Regions from separate parts of the Pan troglodytes genome. Here region 2 is linked to region 1. The links are chromatin contacts, called in public HiChIP or PLAC-seq maps. All regions are on one chromosome and are shown on one strand. Each heading gives the region's core, a stretch centred on a gene start, on an enhancer-like site or on the middle of the called end of the contact. The rest is flanking DNA. Distances are from core to core; before and after follow the strand shown. Region 1 holds the start of AMHR2 (anti-Mullerian hormone receptor type 2). Region 2 holds the start of AAAS (aladin WD repeat nucleoporin).

Evidence for each region. HiChIP or PLAC-seq counts read pairs in DNA pulled down with a chosen protein or histone mark.
Region 2: a contact with region 1 is called in an H3K4me3 HiChIP or PLAC-seq map of stem cell-derived excitatory neurons, with 8 times the contacts expected there. The contact joins the promoter of AAAS here to the promoter of AMHR2 in region 1. A contact is called at or near these places in 1 of 7 Hi-C or Micro-C datasets (stem cell-derived neural progenitor cells) and 1 of 1 datasets of contacts at active chromatin or transcription factors (stem cell-derived excitatory neurons).

Annotation. Positions count from the first base shown.
Region 1 is chr10:42,437,876-42,443,060 of NHGRI_mPanTro3-v2.0_pri, reverse strand. AMHR2 (anti-Mullerian hormone receptor type 2) reads left to right here and starts at 1,935. Exons shown (of 9, transcript XM_054663294.2): 1 at 1,935-2,592; 2 at 2,897-3,079; 3 at 3,318-3,509; 4 at 3,774-3,851; 5 at 4,064-4,182; 6 at 4,298-4,528. The coding sequence starts at 2,544.
Region 2 is chr10:42,543,107-42,548,692 of NHGRI_mPanTro3-v2.0_pri, reverse strand. It overlaps AAAS (aladin WD repeat nucleoporin), which reads right to left and starts at 3,578. Exons shown (of 16, transcript NM_001246431.2): 1 at 3,367-3,578; 2 at 2,598-2,725. The coding sequence starts at 3,489.

The DNA.
Region 1 (5,185 bases), core at 686-3,185:
AAGAAAGGGTTTCCAGGCAGCCACTAGGGGGACAGAAAGCTAGGGAAACAGAGAACAAGTCCCCTCTGACTCTTAATTCTCAAGGAGCCAGTGGCTCACAGGTGTGGAAGTGATTACCTATTTCTGTTGTTTCTTACTCTGGGAAAGAGTCTGGTGGAGTTGGACTCCTCTGTCTCTACTGCAGAACAAGCCATAGCCCTCTCCTCCCACCTCCATGCTGAAACTCCACATCCTGTGCCCGCCCTTCACATTTTATAGTCCCTGAAGCTTGGTAAATGTAGGAGGTATACTATAAGTATTAGTCATCAGAGGAGGTACTTTCTGCCCTCTCACCGCAGCAGGGAATTTCTCCTCTGCTGACCTCTGGTGGTGATAGTATGAACTGTACCCTCCCTTTTTAGTTAGTGGCCTGTTGGCAGGTAATGATGCATATTTTCTCAACAATTTAAATTCAAATGTCCAAGTATAGTATTAAGTGGTAATTTTTTTTTTCATTGTTGAATTTTGTACATCTTTCAGGCAGTATGGTGTAATACAAAGAATAGAGCCGGCCGGGTGCGGTGGCTCACGCCTGCAATCCCAGCACTTTGGGCGGCCGAGGCGGAGGGATCACGAGGTTAAGAGATCGACACTTCGGCCGGGTGCGGTGGCTCACGCCTGTAATCTCAGCACTTTGGAAGGCCGAGGCGGGCGGATCACGAGGTCAGGAGATCAAGACCATCCTGGCTAACACGGTGAAAACCCGTCTCTACTAAAAATACAAAAAATTAGCCGGGCGTGGTGGCGGCCGCCTGTAGTCCCAGCTGCTCAGGAGGCTGAGGCAGGAGAATGGCGTTAACCCGGGAGGCAGAGCTTGCAGTGAGCCGAGATCGCGCCACTGCACTCCAGCCTGGGCGACAGAGCAAGACTCCGTCTCAAAAAAAAAAAAAAAAAAAAGATCGACCCCATCCTGGCCAACATGGTGAAACTCCGTCTCTACTAAAAGTACAAAAATAATAATAAAAATAAGACTAGAACCTGGACTTTGGAGTCAGACCTGCCTAAGTTCAAATTCCAGCTCTGCTATTTCCTAGCTGAATGACTTTGGGCGACTTACGCAAGTTCAGTTTTCTTACCTATAAAATGGAAATAATAAAAATAATAGGCCAGGCACAGTGGCTCACACTTGTAATCCCAGCACTTTGGGAGGCCAAGGCGGGCAGATCACGAGGTCACGGATCGAGACTATCCTGGCCAACATGGTGAAACCCTGTCTCTACTAAAAATACAAGAATTAGCTGGACATGGTGGTGCGTGTCTGTAATCCCAGCTACTCGGGAGGCTGAGGCAGGAGAATCGCTTGAACCAGGGAGTCAGAGGTTGCAGTGAGCCAAGATGGCACCACTGCACTCTAGCCTGGTGACAGAGCGACACTCGGTCTCAAAAAATAAATAAATAAAATAATAATAATAAATATTTCAGGGGAGAATTAGATGAGATGATTGTAAAATGCATAGCCCTAGCTGTGCCCCAGCACATAGTAGGTGCTTGATAAGAAATTTGTTGCCTCCTTAATAATGGGTATTTGTTCAGCCTGTGAACCAATGTGTTTTTGTTTTTTTTTTAAGTAAAATCCACGGCTAGGCATGGTGGCTCACGCCTATAATCCCAGCACTTTGGGAGGCCGAGGCAGGCAAATCACCTGAGGTAAGGAGTTCGAGACTAGCCTGGCTGACATGGTGAAACCCCGTCTCTACTAAAAATACAAAAATTAGCCGGGTGTGGTGGCAGGCGCCTGTAATCCCAGCTACTCAGGAGGCTGAGGCAGGAGAATCGCTTGAACCCAGGAGGCGGAGGTTGCAGTGAGCTGCGATTGTGCCACTGCACTCCAGCCTGGGGGAGAAGAGCGAGACTCCGTCTCAAAAAAAAAAAAAAAAAAAATCCACATAGCAAAATTTACCATTGTTACTGTTTTCAATGTGTTTTTTAAAAATTCAGGTAAGTTTTGTATACTTTCTGATTCTTAAGTTGGAAAACAAGGTAACCTCTAATATGGGCTGTGAGGACTTCCTCTGCCCAAGCAGTTGCAGATATGAACCCTGAATATAAAGAAATCTTAGGCTAGAAAGGATCTTGGGCAGAGCTGAATGGCTCTAAGCATTTGACCTCACATTGGTTTCCTCCTGAGAAGAGTCAACAGAGTCCAGCATCTTCTTCCAAGGTCAGGGAAGGGCAAAGATTTGAAATTAGGCATCACTGGGTTCTCAGCTGGGCCTCCAAGTTCCCCTCCTCTCACTATGCAGAGCAAAGAGGAGGTTGCAGAAGAGAAGAGGATATGAGATTGGTTCTCTGCTCCTCCCTTTCTTTCCCTGCTTTCCCCACACCCACCCTCTCCCCCACAGCAGCCTTCTCCCCCACAGAGGCTGGGATAGGATGAGGGGGGCGGAGTTGGGGACTGAGGGATCAGAAGCCCCAGGATGCCCTGTATCTGAAGAAAGATTTGGCCAGGGGCAGCTGTGCTGGCTTATGCTCTCCTCCTGCTGCTGCTGCCATCCTCCAGCAAGATGCTAGGGTCTTTGGGGCTTTGGGCATTACTTCCCACAGCTGTGGAAGGTAAGTGTCTACAGGGAGGGGAAGGGTCTCTCCATCCATCCAGCGAGGGAAAGGGGTGCTTGAAGCAAGAGCCACCCCTTTGGAAGAGTGGTGAGTGGGCTGGGTGAGTAAGGGTGAAGGATAGAGCCATGTGTCCCCATGGCAGGGCTCAGGTTCCAGGCCTCTGCTGACCCTGCTTCCTCCTGTGGCTTTACCATACTGATGCTGGGATGTGAAACATGTTTTGTCTATTCTTTTGGCCAGTTTTTTGCCTCTGCATTCACTCCCACCTTGAATCTTTTCCTTTCCCCACCCTGGGCCTCAGCACCCCCAAACAGGCGAACCTGTGTGTTCTTTGAGGCCCCTGGAGTGCGGGGAAGCACAAAGACACTGGGAGAGCTGCTAGATACAGGCACAGAGCTCCCCAGAGCTATCCGCTGCCTCTACAGCCGCTGCTGCTTTGGGATCTGGAACCTGACCCAAGACCGGGCACAGGTGGAAATGCAAGGTGAATGGCAAAGTATATGGCAGGTGATAGCTAGGGTGGGAGACAGAGACATCCTGGGGTGTGGGTGGCAACCAAGGGGGAAGGGGAGAAATAGAACATCTGGTGGGAAAGAAAAGCCCATGAGAGATGGAAGGGACGCCTCTGATAGAGAAGGGATTTACCCTCTGTTTCCACACCCCATTGTGCTTTCTTCCTTGCCCCCCCTTTCTCTCCTCTTCCCCTAATCCCATCCCATCAGGATGCCGAGACAGTGATGAGCCAGGCTGTGAGTCCCTCCACTGTGACCCAAGTCCCCGAGCCCACCCCAGCCCTGGCTCCACTCTCTTCACCTGCTCCTGTGGCACTGACTTCTGCAATGCCAATTACAGCCATCTGCCTCCTCCAGGGAGCCCTGGGACTCCTGGCTCCCAGGGTCCCCAGGCTGCCCCAGGTAGCCACCCAAGGGTACTGAAGCCTGATGGGGGCTGGGGCCCAGGTTAGGATGAGAGGTGGAACCAGGGCCAGTTCTCACCCTACTCCCGCCCCACACTTTCCTCCTCCTGGCCTTGGGAAGTTGGTTGCCCTGGTGACTGGGAGATAAGGGGTCTTGTGACCAGGGTGGGGGTGGGTTGAGACGCAAGCTCTCAGGAGGGGAAGAGCAGAGAGCAGGTTTGGGTCAGTGCTCTCCAGCCTGCATTCTTGCCTTGATGTCCAGGTGAGTCCATCTGGATGGCACTGGTGCTGCTGGGGCTGTTCCTCCTCCTCCTGCTGCTGCTGGGCAGCATCATCTTGGGTACTAATCCACCCCATCCCTCCCTTGTGACCCCAAGACATTGCCCCAAAAGCTCTGACCCCTCTCCAGGCACCCCTGACCCCATGGTCTTGGGATCTCTATAGCCTGATTCCCAGACTCCCATGACCTCTCACAAAGCTCCCTTTCCACAAAGTCCCTTTTCCTGTCCCTATGCATTTGCACCCTGACCCTAAGGCTCTTGTCTGTTCCAGCCCTGCTACAGCGAAAGAACTACAGAGTGCGAGGTGAGCCAGTGCCAGAGCCAAGGCCAGACTCAGGCAGGGACTGGAGTGTGGAGCTGCAGGAGCTGCCTGAGCTGTGTTTCTCCCAGGTGCCCCAGGGAGGGAGAGAAGGGCTCCTCTGGGCACTCCTGGAGGTTGTGCTGGGGAGGAATCCTGGCCCTGTTATAGCTCAGAGGCCCACACTCAGCACAGTGTCCCTACCAGGTAATCCGGGAAGGAGGTCATGCAGTGGTTTGGGCCGGGCAGCTGCAAGGAAAACTGGTTGCCATCAAGGCCTTCCCACCGAGGTCTGTGGCTCAGTTCCAAGCTGAGAGAGCATTGTACGAAATTCCAGGCCTACAGCACGACCACATTGTCCGATTTATCACTGCCAGCCGGGGGGGCCCTGGCCGCCTGCTCTCTGGGCCCCTGCTGGTACTAGAACTGCATCCCAAGGTGAGCACCAAGGAGTGTATATGTGTGTGTGTGTGCCTGTGTGTATGTATAGAGGTGGGGGCTACATGGCAGCTGGGCCCTGTTGATTGCTTCTGCTTTCGATTTTCTCTTTTCTAAGACATTAAAAATGGCCAGGCGAGGTGGCCCACACCTGTAATCCCAGGACTTTGGGAGGCCAAGGTGGGTGGATCGCTTAAGCCCAGGAGCTCAAGACCAGCCTAGGCAATATGAGGAAACCCCATCACTGCAAAATTACAAAAATTAGCTCAGCATGGCAGTGCACACCTGTAGTCCCAGCTACTCAGGAGGCTGAGGTGGAAAGATCGCTTGAGCCTAGGAGGTTGAGGCTGCAGTGAGCTGTGAGCATCCCACTGCACTCCAGCCTGGGAGACAGAGCGAGACCATGTGAAAAAATAGTAACAGGCTGGGCACGGTGGCAGACGCCTGTAATCCCAGCACTTTGGGAGGCCAAGGTGGGAGGATTGCTTGAACCCAGGAATTCAAGAACAGCCTGGGCAACACCGTGAAACCCCACCTCTACAAAAAACAAAAAATTGGCTGGGTGTGATGGCACATGCCTGTGGTCCCAGCTACTTGGGAGGCTGAAGTGGAAGGAGCACCTGAGCCTGGGGAGGTCAAGGCTGGCAGTGAGCCAAG
Region 2 (5,586 bases), core at 2,329-4,828, 100 kb before region 1:
GCTCTGGACTAGGTGCCTCACATTAACTAATCAAGCCATTATGACAATCCTACAAGATAGGTATTGTTATCACTGCATTTATTTTTATTTTATTGAGACAGGGTCTTGCTCTGTGACCCAGGCTGGAGTGCAATATCACCATCACGGCTCACTGCAGCCTCAATCTCCTGAGCTCAGGTATTCTTGCCTCGGCCTCCCGAGGAGCTGAGACTATGGGTGCACACCATCATGCCCAGCTAATTTTTAAATTTTTTGTAGAGATGGGGTTTCAGTGTGTGTGTGTGTGTGTGTGTGTGTGTGTGTGTTAAGACGGAGTCTCACTCTGTCACCCAGGCTGGAGTGCAGTGGTGTGAACTCGGCTCACTGCAACCTCTACCTCCTGGGTGCAAGCAATTCTTGCACCTCAGCCTCCTGAGTAATTAGGATTACACACGGAGTTTCACCACATTGGCCAGGCTGGTCTCGAACTCCTGACCTCAAGTGATACACCCGCCTTGGCCTCCCAAAGTGCTGGGATTACAGGCATGAGCTTCCGCGCCCAGACTATCACTGCATTTTTAGATGAGAGAACAAAGGTGTGAAGAGGCAAATTAATATGAACAAGGTAATCTAAGTAGACAGTAGCAGTCAGGATTCAACCATCTATCTACCCCAGAACCTATACTCAAACCACTTTTTCCTGAATGAGTAATATGATCATTCCTTAAAGTGAACCATCCAGAGAAGCAGATTTGGAGAGAGAAATAAAGAGACTGGATTTGAGCATGCTGAATATATGAAGTCTGCGAAATATTCAAGCAGGATAATTTGGTAAACACGTGAACACCAGGTCTGATGCATCGACTGGAAATCTAGCCCCAAGAACACCAACATTTAAGGGACATCAGGAAGAGGAGCCACCAAAAAGCCTGAGAAGCAGCAGCCACAGAAGTAGGAGACAAGGAGCCTGGGAATGAATGGCTTTTCAACAAACTGATATTCAACTTCACACACACAGGCATGCCCATTAAACTGTACTGAAGTACCAAAGATCAAAGCTTGACAGCACATGTGTTGGAAAACAGGCACTCCCATACACTGCTGGTGGGACCATATACATGTACGATTTTGACAGAGGGCTATTTGGAACAGCTCACAAAATTACAGATGAACATACCCTCTGAGCCAGCAACTTAATTTCTAGGAATTTATCCTACAAATGGCAATGGTATTAATAAAAATATTAAGTAACCCTTTTTTTTTTTTTGAGACAAGGTCTCACTCAGTGCCACTGCACTGGCACAATCTTGGCTCACTACAACCTCCACCTCCCAGGCTCAAGTGATCCTCCTATACATAAGCCTCCCAAGTAGCTGGGAATAAAGGTGCATGCCACCATACCCAGCTAATTTTTGTACTTTTCTTGTAGAGAAAAGAACATGGTTTCGCCATGTTCCCCAGGCTAGTCTCAAACTAAGCTCAAGCAATCTGCTGGCCTCAGCCTACCAAAGCGCTGGGATTATAGGCGTGAGTCACTGCGCCTGGCATAAATAACCCTTAAAGGAATTAATATGTGCCATTAATAGGTCCAGGTGCAGTAGCTGTAATCTCAGCACTTTGGGAGGCCAAGGCAGGCAGATTACCTGAGGTCAGGAGGCCAGACCACCCTGGCCAACATGGTGAAATCTCATCTCTACTAAAATACAAAAAGTTAGCTGGGCGTGGTGGCACATGCCTATAGTACCAGCTACTCGGGAGGCTGAGGCAGGGGAACTGCTTGAACCAGAGAGGCGGAGGCTGCAGTGAGCCGAGATCGCACCTCTGCACTCCAGCCTGGCAACACAGCAAGACTCCGTCTCAAAAAAAAAAAAAAAAAAGAAGAAAATGAGCCGGGCGCGGTGGCTCACGCCTGTAATCCCAGCACTTTGGGAGGCCAAGGCGGGCACATCATCTGAGGTCGGAAGTTCAAGACCAGCCTGACCAACATGGAGAAACCCTGTCTCTACTAAAAATACAAAATTAGCTGGGCGTGGTGGCGCATGCCTGTAATCCTAGCTACTCGGGAGACTGAGGCAAAAGAATCGCTTGAACCTAGGAGGTGGAAGTTGCAGTGAGCTGAGCACACCACTGCACTCCAGCCTGGGCAACAAGAGTGAAACTCCATCTCAAAAAAAAAAGAAAAAAGAAAATGAAACCAGGTAGTGCAGCTCCACTCCTACAAGTGCAAAGTGGATGACCTATGTAGGAGATTATTCAGTGCAACCTTATATCTGATCTTGCTGAGCTTTAGTTAAAAGCTCAGAAGTGGTAATGACATGAGGTGGGGGCAGGGAGCAGGTTCACCTAATCAAGCCAGAAAGCAAGGCAAGTTACTAGAGATGAAATGGAAGTACTTTTTCCATAGTGTTCCTGGGAAGGGCAAGGAAGGGAACCTGACATTTATTGAGCATTTAAGTTCTATAATAAGGACTAAAAATTTCATATGATTTAGGATATACAGCTCTCATGGAGACAGCCTGAATAAAAGTCTTTTGAAGAACACCCCAAGGTAAAGGGGTGGTGACTCATTTTCCAGGATCTGCAGACTGTGACCCAGGAAACCCTTTGCCATGCCTCACCAAATGTTGATGCATCTCTTCCACACTTGCTCCCGGTGATGGATGAAGGCAGTTCTTGTGCCATGGTCCAGCCTTCCAGGGGTCTTTAGGGGATCCTTGGTCAGTTGTAGGACAGGAAGATTGATCCACTATAGCACAAAAGTGAGGGGTGTGACGGTGAGTCAGTCTCTTCCCAAATCTTTAATTCCGTGCCATCTCCAACCCACCGCTGGGCTAAGTATAAGAGATTCCAGAGGTCTGTTTCCCATTTCCACAAAGCTAACACTTGTGAGAATGGGAAACAAGTCTTAGCTCCCGTATCTGTGCAACTAGAATAATATTTCATAGGGTTGCTGTGATTATGAAACCATATAACATTTTTAGAAAACACCTGAATCAGCCTCTTTCTTACATAGCAAACGCTCAATAAATGTCAGTTTCCCTTCCTTGTCCTTCCCAGGAACACCATGGAAAAAAGTTCCATGTTGTATCCTTCTGATCCTCCCCAGATACTGTCCCCAACTTTTAGATAGTTCTCCCGCATCCTCACACTCCCTAGATTCTCCCTCATTCTCTCCAGGCCTCCCCCACAGCTCCTTAACCGTTCCCCCGTTATACTCCAATCCCAGTCCTAAAACAGATTCCAGCCCTTCTAGTCTCCTGCCGGGACCAAGCTGTTTCCACTCCGCCAGACTCTGTGACCCTGCCCCTGTCACACTGCCTCCTTTCCCCAGTAGTCCCCGACTCCGCCCCCATGCCTGTAGGTCTCCTCCCTCCTCGCCCTGGCCACCTGGCCCCGGAAGTCGGGGGGCGGGCTCTCATAGCTACTGCCCGTCACCAGCTCGTTATTGTGCTCATATAGGGTGACTTGACCCCGAGGCGGTGGAGGAGGGAACAACCCCATAGAGCACATCTTGCCGGTTCGCAGGACGTCTGCAGTCGGCAAACTCCTGGCCGGAACGGCACAGACCGCACTCCCGCAACTCGGTTCCCGGGCTAGATTCGTATGCGGACGGGTAGCCGCAAGGGACAAACGGCGAGGCGGAACTCAACGGAAGTGAAGAAAAGACGAACGGGAAAGAAGGACGAGTACGCGGTCCCGGGACAGACCGCCAAAGCTTCTTCCTGCGCCCCCTGGCGGCCGGAGGGGGAGCAGCGCGGACACGTCCCCCGGCCAACCGTTGGTTACCAGACTGGAGTGGGGTTTTTTTCTGTTGTTTTCCATGAGACTACCGTTTTTCCCAGCTCCGAATTCCCGAACACCTTCTCCCACTCACTATCTTAGCGCTTAGAAAGCCCGAAATAAGCCACATTCAGGGAAGTACCAAATTAACCCTCCCAGGCCTGTGGATCACCCAGAGGAAAATACAGGCTATGTCACAGGCAGCTGGCTGGAAAGCTGAGGGAAAAGCCTCAGAGAGGAGGAACAGTGCTGCACCCACACGGTTAGGCGTCCTGGAAAGGGAGGTGGGGACGGTTGGAAAACTAACATTTCCTGCCAGGCGCGGTGGCTCACGCCTGTAATCCCAGCACTTTGGGAGGCCGAGGTGGGTGGATCATCTGAAAGGAGTTCGCAGACTAGCCTGGCCAACATGCTGAAAACCCCATCTATACTAAAAATACAAAAATTAGTCGGGCGTGGTGGCGGGCACCTGTAATCCCAGCTAATCGGGAGGCTGAGGCAGGAGAATCTCTTGAACTCCGGAGGGGGAGGTTGCAGTGAGCCAAGATCGCACCATTGCACTCCAGCCTGGGTAACAAGAGGGAAACTTCGTCTCAAAAAGGAAAACTTTATTTTATTTTATTTTTTTGAGAGACAGGGTCTCGCTCTATTGCCCAGGATGAAGGCAGTGGTGTTATCTCAGCTCACTGCAACCTCTGCCTCCCCGGTTCAAGCGATTATCCTGCCTCAACCTCTGGAGTAGCTGGGATTACAGGCATGCTTCACCACGCCCAGCTAAGTTTGTATTTTTAGTAGAGACGAGGTTTTACCATGTTGGCCAGGCTGGTCTCAAACTCCTGACCTCAAGTGATCTGCCTGCTTTGGCCTCCCAAAGTGCTGGGATTACAGGCCTGAGCCACCTTGCCGGGCTGCAAAACTATTTCCTGAGCACTTGTTACGATAAGTGCTTTTATAATCTTTACAACCCCATAAGGTGGGTGCTGTTCTGTCACCATGAGGAAAGTGAGTCACAGAGAGATTGGACCTAGATACACCCAAACCAGTTATTCTCACTTAAGAATAAAAGTGAGGCTGGGTGTGGTAGCTCACACCTGTAATCCCAGCACTTTGGGAGGCCGAGGCTGATCTCTTGAGCCCAGGAGTTCAAGACCAGCTTGGGCAAAATAGCAAGACCCTGTATCTACAAAAAATTCAAAAGTTAGCCAGCGTGGTGGTGGCAAGCGTCTTTAGTCCAGCTACTCAGAAGGCTGAGATAGGAGAATCCAGACTGCAATGATCCAAGATAGCACCACTGCACTCCAGCCTGGGTCAAAGAGCGAGACCCTGTCAAGCAAGCCAGAGAGAAAGAGCCGGGCGCAGTGGCTCACGCCTGTAATCCCAGCACTTTGGGAAGCTGAGGTGGGCTGATCCCCTGAGGTCGGGATTTCGAGACCAGCCTGACCAACATGGAGAAACCCCATCTCTACTAAAAAATACAAAACTAGCCAGGCATTGTGGTGCATGCCTGTAATCCCAGCTACTCGGGAGGCTGAGGCAGGAGAATCCCTTGAACCTGGAAGGCGGAGGTTGCAGTGAGCAGAGATCGCGCCACTGCACTCCATCCAACCTGGGCAACAAGAGCGAAACTCCGTCTCAAAAAAAAAAACAAAAAACAAAACAAAACAAAAAAAAACGGGAGGGAAGGGAGAGGGAGAAAGGAAAGAAAGAAAGAGAATGGGGGCCCCTCTTACAGACTTTGGAAAAAACATTGAATTCTTTGAGTCTCACTTTTCTCATTTGCAGTGTCCTAATTATTTCATATGGTTGTTTTCCATACAAAATAATAAA